Regions from separate parts of the Sus scrofa genome. Here region 2 is linked to region 1. A link is a contact called in public Hi-C data. All regions are on one chromosome and are shown on one strand. Each heading gives the region's core, a stretch centred on a gene start, on an enhancer-like site or on the middle of the called end of the contact. The rest is flanking DNA. Distances are from core to core; before and after follow the strand shown. Region 1 holds the start of STRAP (serine-threonine kinase receptor-associated protein). Region 2 holds the start of WBP11 (WW domain-binding protein 11).

Region 1 (3,702 bases), core at 574-3,073:
GAAAGGACCAGTTTAGGAACCTAAACCATTAAGGTAGTGGCAGAGGTACAAGAAACAATGTGGTCAGGAAACATTCTATTGGCAGAATCAACAAATATGATAATCTAGATGGAAGAGAAAAATCAAGAATGATTTAGAAACTTAGAAAATGAAAAATAACTGAGTTTGGGAATCTTAAATATGTCTAACAAAAATGAGAGTGAAACTGGGCTAAAAATGTGGGGCATCAAGCACTAAGAAGTTAAGGAGTATAAGGTATTATTCAGCTAGAACATGTGGAGCAGTATTTGCCAGCATGACCATCAACATTCATTATCTGAAGTGCTTGTTAATAATGCAGATTCCTGGGTCCCAGTCCAGACATACAGAACTAAGTCATTTAAGTCTCTGAACATTTTGAGAAAGCAGCAGATAAAATATGGGCGGAATTTTGGTGACATCAAAACAACATGTGTTCTCTACGTTAGGCAGTGCATGAGAACTTTATGAATAACTTTTACTGAACTTTTATTATTGATCATTTCAGAACACAATTCACAGAGAACTGTAAAGGTGGCCATTTCTGGCTACACTTACGCTGTGAAATCTGCAGCTGCTGTAGCTGCTTTGGTGGCATCCTTATTCAATGTTGCACCCCAAACAGCACCCTTATGACCCAAAAACGTTCCAATCCAGTCTCCTGTATCTCCCTGGCGTAGCATAGGTTTGCCATCTAAAAAATATGTAAGAAAACATGTGATGTAGAAGCTCAAATTACTTAAAATCTAGGATCCGAACTTAAAACAAACAGTGATGAATAACAAACTTGAAAACTGCTTTTGTTGTCTAACTGTTCACTCACTGGGGTCACTAAGGCACATCCAGAAATAAATTAACTGAAGAACTGGGCCATTCTCTCTGGGAAGGACTTGAAATGCGGCAGAAAGACTATTCATCTGCAACAAAACAATCTAGACGTGAACCTTATTTTGGACAAACTTAATAGTCTCAGCTTCCACTTGAAAATTGGAAATGAAAAATTCCATACCACAGAAGAATATCCAATGAAATAGTAGAAGTGGAAAGTCTTTGTAAAATAAAGTGTTACTTAGCCTGGCCTAGTTTCTGCATTCCCCAAATCCTTTAAAGATATTTACGGTGTTGGCCGGGGCGTCTGGGCAAGTGCACAGTAAAGCTTATCCAGAAATAGCAAAAAAGGTAAAATGAGAAGCCTTGGTTGGGGGCATAACTTACCAAAGCTTCTCCTGGCATCAGCTGCGCAATCCTTAACACTACTCGCCCTACCAGCCCACTAATCTCAAAAGCCGCAATCCATTCGGCAATGGGAAGTGCCGGCCCCACTCCCTTTCCGCCCAGTCCCAACCATCTGAGCCCAGCGGCCCTGCTCACCTTTGCAAGCACTGATTAAGAAATAGCCATAAGGCGTGATGCCACTGAAGGCCAAATCCACCACAGGCCGCGTGTGGCCGGAGCAAGTGAGAGGCGTTTGCCTCATTGCCATGGCGGCGGCGAGCCGAGCGATCCCGCAGGAGAGCTGAGGGTCGTCTCGTCTTTTCTCTTCTCCGCGGCAGCGCCTCTCACTCAAGGCCTACGCCCTGACGCTGGGCCGGGAAACAGAAAAAGGCCAATCTGGTGGCCCCGAAACCAGGAAAGGGTTAGGGGTGGGTCAGGGAGTGTGCGACTGGCGGTCGACCGCCGCCGAGGGAGGGAAAGGGAGGGAGGGAGGAGAGTAGGGGAGGGGGAGAACAGGAAAACCGGCAGCCACGATCCCCACCGTCCACACCGGTACTCGCAGGAAGTGACGACACTAACCCTCCGCCGGAAGTGACGAACAGGAGGGAAGGCGGGTTCGCTGGGTAGAAGAGGCGTACTGGAGCGAGAGCGACCGCAATGCGCAGGCGCGAGATCAGCTCAGGTTGAGCACGTGATGCTGGCTCCACGCTGGCTACGCAGGGCTCTTGGCCGCGTTCCAGGCACTGGGTGAAAATCCTAGCGCTGAGCTCTAAGCAGCTTGGGGTGCTTTTCTGTTTTTGAGCCGTTTGGAGTCGAGTTGGGGGCGTGCGGAAGCGGGTCCTGCTTCAGTCATACCCCGAATCTGACCGCATCTGTGGTTTACGCACTGAGCCGTCCAGTGGTTTGGACTGTGCTATCTAGACGTCTACACTGAACAACCAGAATTGTTTCCAGCGGTGGCCCAAACCAGCAAACACCGTCTAAGAATTTTTTTTCCAATCTTTGTTAGCAGTTGTATAGTCAGCTCCTCTGGGATTGTCTACAAGTAAGGCCCTTAAGAAAAGTCTTTCTCCCAGTCACCCCTTGTGCTGTGTAACCTTGCATTGTTAGTGTTTCAGACGTGAGGGTTATGCGACTCTAAAAACAGTTAAATTAGTTTATCTTTTGAGGACGTTGGGAGACCCATGAGCAATGGTCCTCAAATTTTTTGATGAATACCCACATCAATAAAACTTGCGTCCGTCCCCCAAATATGCGATAGTGAATAATTTGTGAGTTATTTGCATATTAGTGCATAGAGAAGAATAGAAATATTAGAAGAACCTTAAACTTCAGTGTAAATAGAAATACTGGTGTTGTCTTCCTGCAGGCTCTCCTCTTTGGATATCACTCCGTGGTGTAGCAGAACTGTTGATGGATTGATTGCTCATGCAAAAACTGACCTGAGCAAGAAGGGTCCTTTTTCTGGGCAAGTTATTTCTTTCCTTTAATGCTTGTTAGGATGTCAACAGAAAATACCAGAGATTTTTTTTGTGGTCTCTTTCACTACTTTATCCCAGGCCATAATGTCTTGGCACATACCAATACATATCTAATCAGCACAAATGTCTGCAAATGTTTCCCTCTCCCTCATCTTTTTGTAGTAAACATGTATCTTCGTTCAAGTCTAATTACTTGAATGGAGACTTGAAGTGCTTCCCCATTCTATTTCATTAGCATTTTGTTCATTAATTTATAGTACAGCACTTACTATATATGTTTTCCACTATCTTTTTTGTTTTCTCTGTGCCAACCTCACCCCAAGTTCCTACACACATGCACACACACACTCTGTTGACATTTAAATTGTGAGCTCCTTAGTGGCAATTGTGTGGCACTGTTGTCTTTCTACTCTGGTATCAGAAGAGTGAATGGCATTTAGTGAATGCTGGACAAGTGATTATTAAGTAAAGTAAAGCGTTAATGATGGAGGCATCTAAATAAAAGATAAAACTCGTTAGAACAACTAGTCAGTAAGATGTTAATACATGGCCATTTGTTGCTTATTGTGCGTAGGTAACTGAAAACTTTTGTCTCTAAAGTACGTATAATTCTTTTTTGTTGTTGTTGTTGTTGTTGTTGTTGTTGTTGTTGTTGCTATTTCTTGGGCCGCTCCCGCGGCATATGGAGGTTCCCAGGCTAGGGGTCGAATCGGAGCTGTAGCCACCGGCCTACGCCAGAGCCACAGCAACGCGGGATCCGAGCCGCGTCTGCAACCTACACCACAGCTCACGGCAACGCCGGATCGTTAACCCACTGAGCAAGGGCAGGGAATGAACCCACAAACTCATGGTTCCTAGTCGGATTCGTTAACCACTGCGCCACGACGGGAACTCCTAAAGTACGTATAATTCTTATTCATTTGTATTCTGAGTTCTAAGAGTATTATGTATCATGATCAAATATGTGGGCTTCAAAGTCAGTTTAATA
Region 2 (3,702 bases), core at 414-2,913, 1.0 Mb after region 1:
TGATCCATTTCATTACCTAATTTCAGGAAAATCCAAGGCTATGGAGGCTTAATGGTTCGAGTGAATTTCTGCAGATGCCAATAACTCCCCCGTTGAGACTTACAAAATTATTTTAAAAGTTATTGATGCAAGAGTGTGTTTGTTATACTTGATTCTTGCATTGAAGTACAAGAAATGTCTTGTGTAATTTTAAAAGTTCAACATACCTCAAAAATTAAAGCCAGATGAAATAGTTTTTCAAGTGTACTCTTCGTGTTCTTTCTCTTCTGTCACTGCTTTTTTAAATTAGTTGCAAAATATCACAATTTAGTTCACCTTCAAAATTAAGTTTTATCTCATGTTTTTTACCTGATTTATAAACATGTATCTTGTAACTAACTGTTCTTCTGGGACTCAAAATTCAGACTAAAACCAAATCAAGTGTTTTCTAAAGCAAGAGTTCCTTTAGATAAGGGACCGACTTTACAGGTTAAATGCCTATTTAAATACTCTCTAAAAGTTAATTATATACCTCCGTCAAGATTTTGGCATATTTATAACCGATAATAAGACTTGGCCTGTGTTAACATTTCCCTATAAGGGAAAGATTAAGGGGAGAAATAACCAAGGTGTCCTTATATTTTCTTAAATATTTAAACTTACCTTTAAAAGGAAAAGATATGGGAGGACTCTCAGATAAAGAGCCCATAAAAGCGAAGGAAAAGGACTGAGATTAGACCTAAGGAACTAAGTCCGTTAGCACAGTGACATCATAAAGGATTTTTGGTGAATGAAAAGAGCAGAAAAGAGCTGACATAAATCAATCTCACAACTCGTAAACTTAAAACTGACTGTACATGTACCCCACGTTCCCTCTTCAAAGAAAAATAGTCCTGCAGCAATCTGGGACTCTGATATGGGCACCGATTTGCTCAGGTCTACAAATGGTCTGTGTAAAAACTACTGAATTTCCAGGCGCACACCACGTTAGGCAAGTGCATCAAGCACAGCAAGAAGTGTTCTTGGGGGATTCTTTTTTATTTCATTTTATTTATTTATTTTTGTCTTTTTTGCCATTTCTTGGGCCGCTCCCGCGGCATATGGAGGTTCCCAGGCTCCGAATGGGAGATCGGAGCTATAGCGGCCCAGCCTACGCCAGAACCACAGCAAGGCGGGATCGGCGCCGCGTCTGTGACCTACACCACGCTCACGGCAACACCGGATTCTTAACCCACTGAGCAAAGCCAGGGATCGAACCCGCAACCTCATGGTTCCTACTCGGATTCGTTAACCACTGAGCCACGACAGGAACGCCCGGGATTCTTTTTTAAACAGAAACTCTCAAAAGACGGCAAGCGCTGGTCATGATCAAAGAAACTACAGAAACACAATCCCCGGTAACACAAACGGCGCTAAACTTCCCCATCCGGATTCCGCCCGCCTCAGGCGGTGAAATAAATGCGGATCCCGGAAATTAGGTCAGAATGCCTGAGGGTAGGACTGTCGTCGCATCAGCCAATCATATATCCCACCCGCTTAATTTTCTTATTCTTAACTGGGCTATAGGAGTGTCAATCAACATGCACTGCACTGAGTAATGAGGGCGGGCTCTCAGCCCCGACCAACCAATTCGGTACTGTACTCCAGCGGAAGAGACTCTGGTCCTGGAGTTGTCGGTTACTCTCTATGGTTTCAGGGCGCCGAAACGATGAGATTGTCGGCCCGTATGGAGAGGAAGTGACGTAAGGATGGCGGAGGGGCGCGAGGTTTCAAGATGGCGGTGGCTGGGTGGCTGACCGAGAGGCAGAGGTGAAGGCCTCTGCGAAGTCAAACAGGCCAAGAATCGTCCCCTCCCCGCTTCTCACAGCCCCAGGAGCCCAGCAGAGGTGTGAGTGTGCGGGATCGTTCCCCTGTGGTTCTTCATCCTTCGGGTCCCTTCCTGGGGCCCGCGCGGTTGCCCCGGGAACGCCAGGCCCCTGTGCCCCCGCTTTTCCTTTTCGCGGTTAGCGTCTACCAGACCGGGAACTAGGGGATCCCCGAGCCTGGAACGGAGCAGCGTCCGGCGGTCAAGCGCCTGACTTCTCCCGGGTTGGTCAGCGGAGCCTCCTGACGTTGACCGGGTTGCCTTAGGTTTGATGTGATGTCTATACCTGGAATCAGGGTCAACCGTCGCTATGGTTTCGGCAGTTGCTAATACTGTTGGCCCCTTGTTGGACCTGGGCTCCGTTCCTTTGAAGCCTCTTTGGAGGTTGAGAGTTCCGCTGAACAGCCCGTGACCCGATGTCTCTATCGCCTCTGCTTTTAGACAGGAAAGTAGTTTGTGCATAGTCAGGCTCCAGCATCTTCTGTAAAAATTCTCTGTACTTCGTACCTGTTTTAGGCTTCAGGCTGGGGAGAGGAGTGTCAACACCTAAGCCTGAGGGTAATTGAGAGAGGAAAGCAGAAAAGATAAAGCCATCAAAGATGCGAGAGCTTGTATTTGCACCAATTTTGCTTGTTTCCGCTTCCTTTCGCCCCTCACTCCCAGTTTTTGTGAGAAGGAAGCCCTTGACAGGGTGAATTAGTTGTTACTGGAACAGTTTTGAAGCTTTTTAGCAGAAATCCAGGCAGTTGAACACTTGCCGAAAGAGGTATTAACTAATAAACTTGCCTGAAAAAAACCTTCATGAAGGGAAGGGGGACTTACATGGTCTGCTAAAAAAGTGTACCTCATGATTTCTTTTCCACCTTTTATTATTTTCAAGAGCAAGCATCAAAAAGTTAAACCTCATTCATTTGGAATAACAGGAAGAAATAGTGTAATAGTGTCTTAAATTAATTAAAATTTTGACTTACAAAGTATTTTCCCTCAAACACAATTAACGCTTCCAGTGACCTTAAAAAAATACAAATCAGAAGTCAAGTTGATATTAGTAAGAAAAATATGTATCTTGATGTTTATGTGTTTAGAAGCTCTCATATACTTTCATTTTGAATATTTGTGTTTTTAGTTATGTTTTAAGCTTCTGCTTGAGAGTCAAGAATTATATCTGAATTCTAAATCTGCATTAAATAGGCTTAAATTAATGAGTTTTTACTGTCTTAGAGGTGTTGGGAAAACATGCCAGGAAACCAATGAAAGAGGCAAGGGTGAGCTATTTGTCGTTGAGCCCAGTTTTACACACACACCATCCCTTCTTATTCCTTTTCACCCTGCCTATAAATACAGGAAGGATATAGGAAAAGAACTAATAGCTTCTCATGCACATGGTTCATGTCATATTGTTGAAGCGTTTTCTGATTGATTTTTTTTTTTCTATTGATGAGTCAGTATTGTGATCCATAGAAGAAAGTTAACTGACGACTAACTGATATTCATAGTGATCTTCAGGCTCATTACCTTTGTAAATAATAATAGGAATCTGTTGGGGAAGTTGAGACTATCTTTCCTGGGCACTAAAGTCAAGACTAGGGAAAGAATAAGGTCTCAATCAAAGAAATGTTTCTTTTCAGAGTTTAGTAGGAAGAAAATTTTATCAGTATAAAAAGAAATTTTGTAAATATAGGAAAAATCAGTGTGGTTTTTTGTTTGTTTCTTTTTTTTTGTCTTTACAGGTTTTTAGGTTTTGGGCTTTTTTTTTTTTTAAACAAGTAAACCGTACAAATTGTCAACATGGGACGGAGATCAACATCATCCACCAAGAGTGGAAAATTTATGAACCCCACAGACCAAGCCAGTAAGTA

What was found. Hi-C and Micro-C count contacts between places; a contact is called where the count stands out from the background.
Region 2: a contact with region 1 is called in a Hi-C map of liver, with 9 times the contacts expected there. The contact joins the promoter of WBP11 here to the promoter of STRAP in region 1. A contact is called at or near these places in 2 of 5 promoter capture datasets (fetal liver and liver) and 4 of 47 Hi-C or Micro-C datasets (embryonic fibroblasts, epiblast stem cells, heart right ventricle and 1 more).

Annotation. Positions count from the first base shown.
Region 1 is chr5:56,735,066-56,738,767 of Sscrofa11.1, forward strand. STRAP (serine-threonine kinase receptor-associated protein) reads right to left here and starts at 1,824. Exons shown (of 10, transcript XM_003355564.4): 1 at 1,390-1,824; 2 at 577-712. The coding sequence starts at 1,501.
Region 2 is chr5:57,748,285-57,751,986 of Sscrofa11.1, forward strand. WBP11 (WW domain-binding protein 11) reads left to right here and starts at 1,664. Exons shown (of 12, transcript XM_003481683.4): 1 at 1,664-1,867; 2 at 3,574-3,695. The coding sequence starts at 3,632. SMCO3 (single-pass membrane and coiled-coil domain-containing protein 3) reads left to right here. Exons shown (of 2, transcript XM_003126459.4): 2 at 1-235.